2 separate regions of the Rattus norvegicus genome follow, and region 1 is linked to region 2. A link is a contact called in public Hi-C data. All regions are on one chromosome and are shown on one strand. The core of a region is the stretch at or near the end of the contact, and the rest is flanking DNA. Distances in the headings are between cores, read along the strand shown.

What was found. Hi-C and Micro-C count contacts between places; a contact is called where the count stands out from the background.
Region 1: a contact with region 2 is called in a Hi-C map of Schwann cells, with 5 times the contacts expected there. The contact joins the promoter of Fzd8 here to the enhancer-like site in region 2. A contact is called at or near these places in 3 of 12 Hi-C or Micro-C datasets (the A7r5 cell line, Schwann cells and liver).

Annotation. Positions count from the first base shown.
Region 1 is chr17:62,008,016-62,012,497 of GRCr8, reverse strand. Fzd8 (frizzled class receptor 8) reads right to left here and starts at 2,504. Exons shown (of 1, transcript NM_001044251.2): 1 at 1-2,504. The coding sequence starts at 2,264. The coding sequence ends at 210.
Region 2 is chr17:61,848,870-61,853,523 of GRCr8, reverse strand. No RefSeq gene overlaps it. Among named protein-coding and RNA genes, the nearest start is that of Trnaa-agc37, 41 kb to the left of the region's middle. Within about 2 kb of position 1,348, at least 2 of the 93 cell types and tissues checked have an H3K27ac peak or open chromatin away from gene starts, as enhancers often do. A contact at or near this core is called in Schwann cells, where this site is marked.

The DNA.
Region 1 (4,482 bases), core at 1,255-3,754, 160 kb before region 2:
GTCTGGGAGGCTTCAATGCCAGGTACTTTGTTCTAAGGGAATCATTTAAGTCCCTGTGGCTAATGGATACCATTAAGAGTTCATTATCATGCTAATAGCAGTCAACACGGTGAAGGGGTGGGAACCCCGGCCGATCTGGGGTCCCTTCGCCGCCCTCGGGTTCTCCATCCCCCACCCCTCTCCGCCCCTTCTGGGCTTCCGTTCAGGGTTCAGACTTGGGACAATGGCATTTGCTTAGGGTAAGATACAGAGCTGGCCGTGCCAGACCGCCACGTCAGGCCGGTGCTGACGTCGCTGTAGAGGGATCCCCCACCTCCGCCGTGCCCCCCACCCCCACCGGGCCCGGGGCCACCGCCCCCAGGGCCGCTGCCTCCGGCGCCCGCGCCAACTGCAGCGCCCTTGCTGGCCCAGCAGCAGCGAGTACACAACGCACGCCAGGACTCCAGAGTCTTGCCGGACCAGACCCACACGCCTGATGTGATGCCCACCACTAGGCACATGAAGTACTTGAGCATGAAGACCGCGTAGTCGGGCCTGCGAGCCTGGTCTGGCTGCAGGTCGCGAAGGCATGGGCAGTTGTGCGTGGCCTCCCAGCGCGGTCGGTTGTGCTGCTCATAGAAAAGGCAGGCGACAACGACGGCGGCGGGCACCGTGTAGAGCACGGTGAAGAGGCCCAAGCGGATCATGAGCTTTTCTAGCTTGTGAGTCTTGGTTGGGCCTCCTTGTTGCTTGATGACTGAGCGGATTCGGAACAGCGACACGAAGCCAGCTAACAGAAACATAGTCCCAATGAAGAGGTAGATGACCAGTGGCGCCAGTACAAAGCCGCGTAGGTTGTCAAGGCTCTGGTTGCCCACGTAGCAGATGCCCGCCACCGGGTCGCCGTCCACGGAGCTGAGCGCCAGCACCGCTATGGACTTGACGCTGGGCACGAGCCACGCGGCAAGGTGGAAGTATTGCGAGTAGCCTGCTATGGCCTCGTTGCCCCATTTCATACCAGCCGCCAAGAACCACGTGAGAGACAGGATTACCCACCAGATGGAGCTAGCCATGCCAAAAAAGTAGACAAGGAGGAAGACTACCGTGCACAGCGCGGGGCCAGTGGTCTCATAGCGCACGTGCTGCTCCACTGCACCCAGCTCCTCGTACTCGCCGCGCGCGCCCGGGCTGCTCGCCCCCGCTCCCGCCGCCCCCGCGCCAGCGGTCGCCGCGCCGCCAGCACCCCCAGCTCCTCCTGCACCCGGCGCGCCGCCGCTGCAGGCCACTTTCTCGTGTCCAGCCACCAGGCGCACCAGGTACCCGACAGACACGAAGAGGTAGCAGGCAGAGAGGAATATAATGGGCCGTTCCGGGTACTTAAAGCGCTCCATATCGATGAGGAAGGTAGAGACAGTGGCGAAGGTGGAGACGAAGCAGAGCACCGACCACAAGCCGATCCAGAAGACAGTGAAGGCGCGCTCATCCTGGCTAAAGAAGGGGTTGTGGCAGGGCAGCGCACAGTTGGCGATCTGGCCGGTCTTGACGCGGTTGTAGAGCGGGTGGCGTTCGCTGGACACACTCACCATGGGCGCGCGGCACTGGCACCCGGGCTCGCAGGGAGCGGCGCCGCCACCAGGGGGCCTCGCCTTCCCGCCGCGAGAGGGGGGCGCAGCCGCCGTGTCCCCGCTGCCCCTACTGCTGCCGCCACGATGTGGGGGCCTGGCCCCTGGCGGGCGGCTGTGGCCGCTGCCGGAGGGCGGCTGCTCGCCAGGCTGCGGCGGCGGCAGGCGGCGCGGTGGGCTGGGCGCGGCCGTGGTGAGGTCGGTGCGGTTGTAGTCCATGCACAGAGTGTCGGGGTTGCCCTGCTCCGGCAGCCGATCGCAGCGCATTCGGTCAGGCCAGGCAAAGCCGTACTGGCGCATGAGCGGCGCGCAGCCGGCCTTGGCGCGTTCACACACAGAGCGGCAAGGCGGCAGAGGTTTCTTGTAGTCCTCCAGGCAGATGGGCGTGTACATGCTACACAGAAAGAACTTGAGGTCCGGGGAGCACTGGATCTCCACCAGCGGCCAGAACTGGTGTACCTCTAGGCCCGCCTCATCTTGCGTGTCGTGGTTGAACTGGTTGGGCATGTAGGTGTAGTTGTAACCGATGCCCTTGCACAGCGGCACTGTGATCTCTTGGCACGCCAGCTCCTTGGCCGAAGCCGCGGCAGCGCCGCTCGAGCGCTGTAGCACCGCCAAGGCGGCTAGTAGCGAGGTCACTTCCAACAGGTAACCCCACTCCATGCTGAGCGCCGGGACCCCAAGTCCTCCTTCTCCGGGCGCCGCGCAGAAGGGCTCTACGGTGAGGAACCTGAGTAAAGGGAGTGCAGGCGACCAGAAGGTCTTGTCCGGCTTTTCTCTGCCGAGAGGAGAATCTGCCAACAATTTATCTCCTTTTCAGGCAGCGTCTGTGGCAGCAGGGTCGGAAACCTAGGCAGGACTCGTCCGGCCCTCCCCCACGCCTCTCCTGGGGTGACCGCAGACGCGCCACAATTCCACAGGGTCTGTCCTGCGCCCTCTGAGTCGCACTCAGCCCTCCCGGAGCGGAGCGGTGGCCCCCGGGATCATTCTCCTGAGCTCCTGTAGGTCCTCCTGCAAGCTCAGACACTTCGTGTGGCTCCCAGCAGCGAAGGCTCAGAGGGCGCCTCAAGTTTCCTTTCTGGCTTCAGTCAAGATGGCTGTGTCTGGCCTCTAGACTCTCGGGTCAGACCTAGCGGCCCCTCTTCGGGCCCCGAGGGTTCATGTCCGTTCCAGGCCGCGCCGCCACTGCCAGAGTTCCGGGCCCTCGGCTGCTCAGGCCGCCGCCTTCTCACTCCTGCGTCGGTCCTCTTGCATCTGCAGCCACCAAAAGTCCGAGCCGCGTTCTGGCCACAGTCGGGCAGGGTGCAGGACGTGCTTTCTTGCTAGACCGACAAACAAATCCAGAGCAAAAGACAGAGGGGACACCTGAGCACCGTAGTCCCAGCCTCCTCCTCCTCCACAGGAGCTGCGCCCTTCGCCTAACTTCCCGGCTTTAGTCAGCTAGCGCCTCCAGGCCGGCTCATGAATATTTATACAGCCTGCATTTGGTCTCCTCCCTCTTCTGCTTCACCAATCCCTGCGCAACGGGGCGGAGTATCTGCGTTCTCAAGGCTCTGCCTTCCTTAAGGAAGTCCGTAGTTTTGGGACTGCTTTCCTAGCTTTGGGCGGATGGAGAGTTTGTTTTTGGTCACCATGGGGTTGACCACACGGATTGAGCATTTACTCAGACTGTCCCCAAAGAGTTCAGCGCTTCAGAGGTCTTGGTCGCATTTCTCCGAGTCTGCTCCTGGGATCTCTCCCAGGAGAGATCTCTGGAATCACCTTCCAGGGCTCTCTGAGTCAGTCTCTTGCTCCACAGACAATATCTGCGGGGTCTAGATGGTCTTGGAAGCACAGCTAGGGCTCCAAGGCTGGTCCAGATCCAGAGCTAGGGCATTTCAGGGAGAGATTTCCTCTTGGTAGTCTCATAACGAGGGCTTTTCGGACTTGGCGACTTGGTGAGATAGTAGTGAGACTTCTATTGGGGCTAGATGACCAGGTTTGGCCAAGACTGCTTGGTAGCCCTTTCCGAGTGCTAGGAGCGTGGTACATAAGTGTCCATTGCCGCATGACCTGTGGCACTTCAGTTCCTTACCTAGAAAGCGGGAGTGATCAAGCCAGATGTCATTTGGGAGGTTGATTTTTTTGGATGGGATAAAATACATAAATATATGAAAGACGTAGATCAGTTTATCCTTTCAGACACAAACATAAGCTTACCAATAAGACACACTGACTACTGCCACTGCATTCCCTACCCACGTGCTACTTTTAAGACATACACACACTCATCTACATAAAAACTTAACATGTGTTTTTGTCTGTGCCTCCCTTTCTGCTGTGAGAGGCGGGGCTGCGTGCTGTACTCAACACCCAGAACCAGAGGAGCGTTCAGCTGCTGCCAGCCCTTTCAGCGTCCACCTTAAGTAGGGAGGAGGGTGTGAGGGGCCAGGGCCTGGCAGGTTCATTTGCGCTTGTTAGGACTTCCCAGGGGGTTGTCTTTCTCCTAGAATGGAGTGTTTATTTTTTAATTGATGTGCTGTTTCATTTAGCGCTTGTATGGAACTCACGCTGCGGCTGTAATTACTGTAATCTCGGGAATAAGCATTTCAGATAGTTAGGGTGGCAGGCACTCCAGTGGCCAGCCTCTCCCTCCCACCCTTGCTCCCCCTCTCCCTCCCTCACTCTCACCCTCCCTTCCTCCTTCCCTCTCCCTCTCTCGGTCCCTCTCCCTCTCTCCCTCCGTTTTTCCCTCCCCCTCCCTCTCTCCCTGCCCCCTCCTCTGCACCCTTCCTCCTTCTCCTCCTCCGCCCTTTCCCTTCCTTCCCCTTCCTTTCCCTTCCGCCCTTTCTTTTTGTTTCAAGATTTTTGCTTTTTGTCAGATTTCATACCAGGAACAAGT
Region 2 (4,654 bases), core at 99-2,598:
TTTCACAGTGCCAAAAAGTGCCAGTTAGGCAGCTGTGGAGGAATGGCAGCAACGGTCTTTTTCAGCTTTAGATCTTCCCAGACAAGAATTCCTCACAGGTATAAAACTGGTATGGCTGTTATGGGAGTAACCACCTGATTTCTGTGTACACTGAAGGCCTGCTCTGCAGGAGGGAGTTTCACACTGGATATTGTGAGACCTGGCCAAAGGCTTGTAATAGGGAGTTTTTAGGTACCAGTAGCAAACCTATAACTTCTGTTTTGCTAGGTAAATATGTTGTCAAAGGGCCTGTTAATTAGCTCCTTAATTCATGTAGTTTTGTGGCTGGCCTAAGTTCTAAGAACAAATATCTGTCAAGTGCTTATCACTAAATAGAAAACTCATACCACCACTTCCAAGACTCAGGAAACATCACAGAAGATCAGATGAAAAGAAGGTAAGAAGCAGATAGTGGAGAGGAGGGCCTTGAGACACTGTTATATGGGAATAACAAAGCTAAGGCACTATGAACTCTTAGCAGCTACAGTTACCCACATAAGGTCTGAGCAAGACATTGCTAGCAAACATTCAGTCACAGATATGAGAGGGGCTTAGTAGCTCTGCAATACCCAGGAGAGCTATTGTTCATGTCTCCATGCTGGAAGAGACAAGGTCCCTGCAGTGGAGCCACCTGCTCCAGTATCTTTGAGTCTAGGTCTGGTTAAAACAGTAGGTTACAGTGTAAAAACAAAAGGCATTGATAGGAGGAGTGGGTATAATAGAAGGCAGGAGGATGATTATGACTATAATTTACTCAAAGAGTAACAATATTTCCTGCTGTAGCTGTGGCCAGGGAGCACCCAAGAAAGGGGTAGGGACTCTTTCATTTTGCATCATTTAAGTTCAGCTCAGAATATGCAGTTTCTCTAGTTGCAGCAAGAACAAGAGCAATGTTTACTTCTCTCTGTGGCCATAACAAGCTTCAGTGCCCCAGGAACCCTTGTACAGGATGTCTGACTTCTCATATTTCCTCCATGATCCTGGCTACTTCTGAACTAAGGTTGTTTACCTGGGTGCTTTCTGTAGCCTCTTAATATTGTGTTTCCTACTCCCATGCCAGGTTCCACTTCTGGAGTATTGCTTAGTGCAGTGGACATGGTGTCTTTGAGACTGTTTCTACCCTGTTATTGGCTCTCATATGAGTGCTTGTGGCATAAATTGTGCTTTCCTGATTAGGGCAATCTATCTGGAATACTGCCAGCTGAGGAATGTGAGTTTGCCCTGGAATTTAACTTTGGAGTACAAATGCTGAAATTAGTGGCCTGCATTCCTCTTTTTCAATGACTGTGTGGGGAAGAAATGAGCCATAGATCAGGTTGACACCCCCGACAAAGGAGGCATTCTGCTTCTGTGTCAGCCTCAGCCTGGAGCTGTGGCCCCATGAATCTGCCAACATCTTCATCTTGGGCTCCAATAAAGCCAAGCTGATTTTTAGAAACATTTAAATTAACCTAAGCCACTTCTGGGAAGCTCAAGTAACGGACACTGTGCACAGTCCGCTTTTCTTAAATTCATCCTTTCTGTCATTTTTATAATGTTTTCCTTTCACTAGGTTTGTCTTACACACACACACACACACACACACACACACACACACACACACAGAGAGAGAGAGAGAGAGAGAGAGAGAGAGAGAGAGTGAGAGAAAGAGAGAGATTGAGAGAGGATGTAGAGAGAGGGGTATCTTGGCAGCTTCCAAAGTACTTGAAGGTTACTGTTTTATATCCATAATGGCCAGTCCTGAGACCCTTATTGTTTATTTGGGGGTAACAGAAACTGAATTTCTTCCTGGTTGCGTCAAACCCTCTTCATTTTTCATACCGATGCATATATCTGTTGCCTTTTCTCAAATACTCTCTCCACTTTCACTCTAGCACACTGGGTTCACTGGACTTTTGCTCAAAACCCCATGCCTTTAGGGAAAAGAGTTGTCTTCTCCACAAGAAGGACAAACTTTCCCCTCCTGCTCCTTATTCTTGTATCCCTCAGTTCTGGGTTCCCTTTGATCTGTCAGCATGTATCTCTTTTCCAATGGACTGGGCACTGTCTTACAGGATCTGCTTGTGCTTTACTTGTTTTGCACAGGGTCTGTGTCTCCTGTGAACCAGAAGACTAAATGGCAAAAAACAAACCAAAACAACAACAACAACAACAACAACAACAAAACAAACAAACAAACAAAAAGCCAGGTGAGCTTCACCCCATCCCCTTTTGTGGAGTAGTGTGATCGGAGAGACCTACTTCTGATTCTGGAACACGCTGAATATACTTATTTGTTCTTTGTGTGACTTTCCTTTGCTAGTTGTAGATCACAAAAGGAAATAGTCTAGATGATGGCTGCCCTCCACCCATCTAGATATCCTACCAACTAGATTATAGTTAATATTTATTTATATCATAAAAAAGGAAATATTTTTATAGGAAACTCAGGGAATTATGTCAATTGGACTTACTCTAAAAGCCTCCCAACCTAATCACCAATTGAGACACAGAAATTGGAGAAAAGACCCAGTGGTTAAGAACACTGGCTACTCTTCCAGAGGACCCAGGTTTGATTCCCAGCACCCATATAGCAATCCCTGGGGACCCAAGTCCAGGTCTAACTTCTGAGGGTTCCTGGCACACATTTGGTACACAGACCTCATTTGATAGGCAGAATACCCATTCATGTAAATAAAAATTTTAAACATTTTAAAAAAGAAATTAAGACACTGAATTGAATAGGGATGAACCCCCCAAAGATTCATGTGTTTGAATGCTTGACCATAGGGAATGGCACTATTTGGAAGTGTGGCCTTGTTGGAGGAAGTAAGCCACTGTGGAGGCAGGCTTTGAAGTCTCCTATGTTCAAGCTATGCCCAGTGAGGCACGCAGTCTTCTTTTGCAATCTGCAGATCAAGATAAAATGTAATATCAAGATCAAGAGGTTAGAATAGCTGAAGTGAATATGATGAAATTCCTTATATATGTTTGAAAGCACCATCATAAAACTACCATAAGCCTGCTAATAAGAAGTAGAGAGTAACAGCTTACAGTTCCACATGGGTGTGGATGCTGTGTGAAAGAACCCCTGCTCAGGGAACCCAGAGGACTGGTTTCTGTGCCCTGTGAGCACCATGAGACCTGAGAGCAGAATTCCTAATCAGGAGACCACAGGGGTCTGATATGTATGAACTAGGAGCACCCTCTAAGCCCTGAGACCAGGATCAGAAGCTGATCTGGTGTTGAGAGGCTGTTGGGTATATCTGTCTTACAGGGGAGATGAATGAGTATCAAGGAAGGATGGCATCTTGAAAGGAAGTCCACAGACAAGAAACCCTTTCAGTGCCTGCAGTTATGATGAGTATGATGGTGTATGTTTGTAATCTCAGCACTCAAGAAGTGGGGGCAGAAGAATTACAAGTTAAAGATCATCTTTAGTTACCTACTGAGTTTGAGACCTTGCCAGGAATATATGAGACCTTGCCTCAAAAAGTACATTTGATAAATGAATATTTTACATACTATTGGTGAATTGTAAGAAAAGATACTCCTCTCATGTGCTCTGTCCTGGAGTGGATGCTGGGTGGTCAGTTCCCTTGCAACCAGGGGCCGAGGGTATAGTAGACAAAAGAAGACTGGAAAGGCTAGGGACTTTTCTGTACTCATACTTTGCATGAGATATGCAGGAGAATTAATGGAAGAGAGTCAGGAAGAGCCTACAGCTCTCTGAGGTAAGCAAGTGCTTCTTCCTCTTCAACAAAACCAAGTAGAGTAGAAGACATTTTAGAAGAGAGGGCAAGTGTCTTCACAGGTTCCTGTGAAGTATGAAGGGTCACTTGAATGAGCAGAAGGAAGCCACTAAGTGGCTCAGTAGATGTCAATGGATGAGAGTAGAGGGTATCTTAGCAGAAGCCATCAGCGGCAGTAATTTGGTGATCAAGTTGGCCTTTTTGTCGCACTGGTTGAAGAGTAGACAAACCCACAGTGCTTGTCCACTGTGGATCTGCAGCCATTTTTTTTAATGGATGTAAGTCCCTCCACAACCATTCTTGGTGGGCTCTGTGGGATCCTGTGATTTCTGGATTGTTTCCAAGCAGCTTTTCAGAATTGTTTCGGTCTTAATACAATCAGTAGAGTTCTGGCATCTTCATTTTTATAAGATTGTGATTATCAGTCATTTTTCCAGTTTTGCCTAAATAATAAACAGAAAAAAAATTCATGGAAACTCTTATACCATTTAGAGGTCATGAAATTTGGCATAAAAGGCAGTATTCACAATTTTGGCCTCATTCCTTGGTCTTGGATTAAATTTAGGAAAACAGTGATTACATAAATTTTAACAAAATAAATGCTGCTTGGCTACATTGCAATTTACATTCTTTAGAGGAGAGGAAACACAAATTTCTCATCATTTATACTGCTATGAATCGAAGATCTAACAACTGGAAACAGATCTAAGTTTTAGAGACCCTGAAGTCATGCAATTTTCAAGGATTTCTTTAAAGTATGATTTAAATATGAAATAATATTTACATGGAGTGAAAAGAAAGTAGCAAAGATTCGCAAATGCTGACAAACATCACCGAGTACAGAAGTCGCAGTACCTTCTAGGGCATCTGTAAGTTCCCTTTAT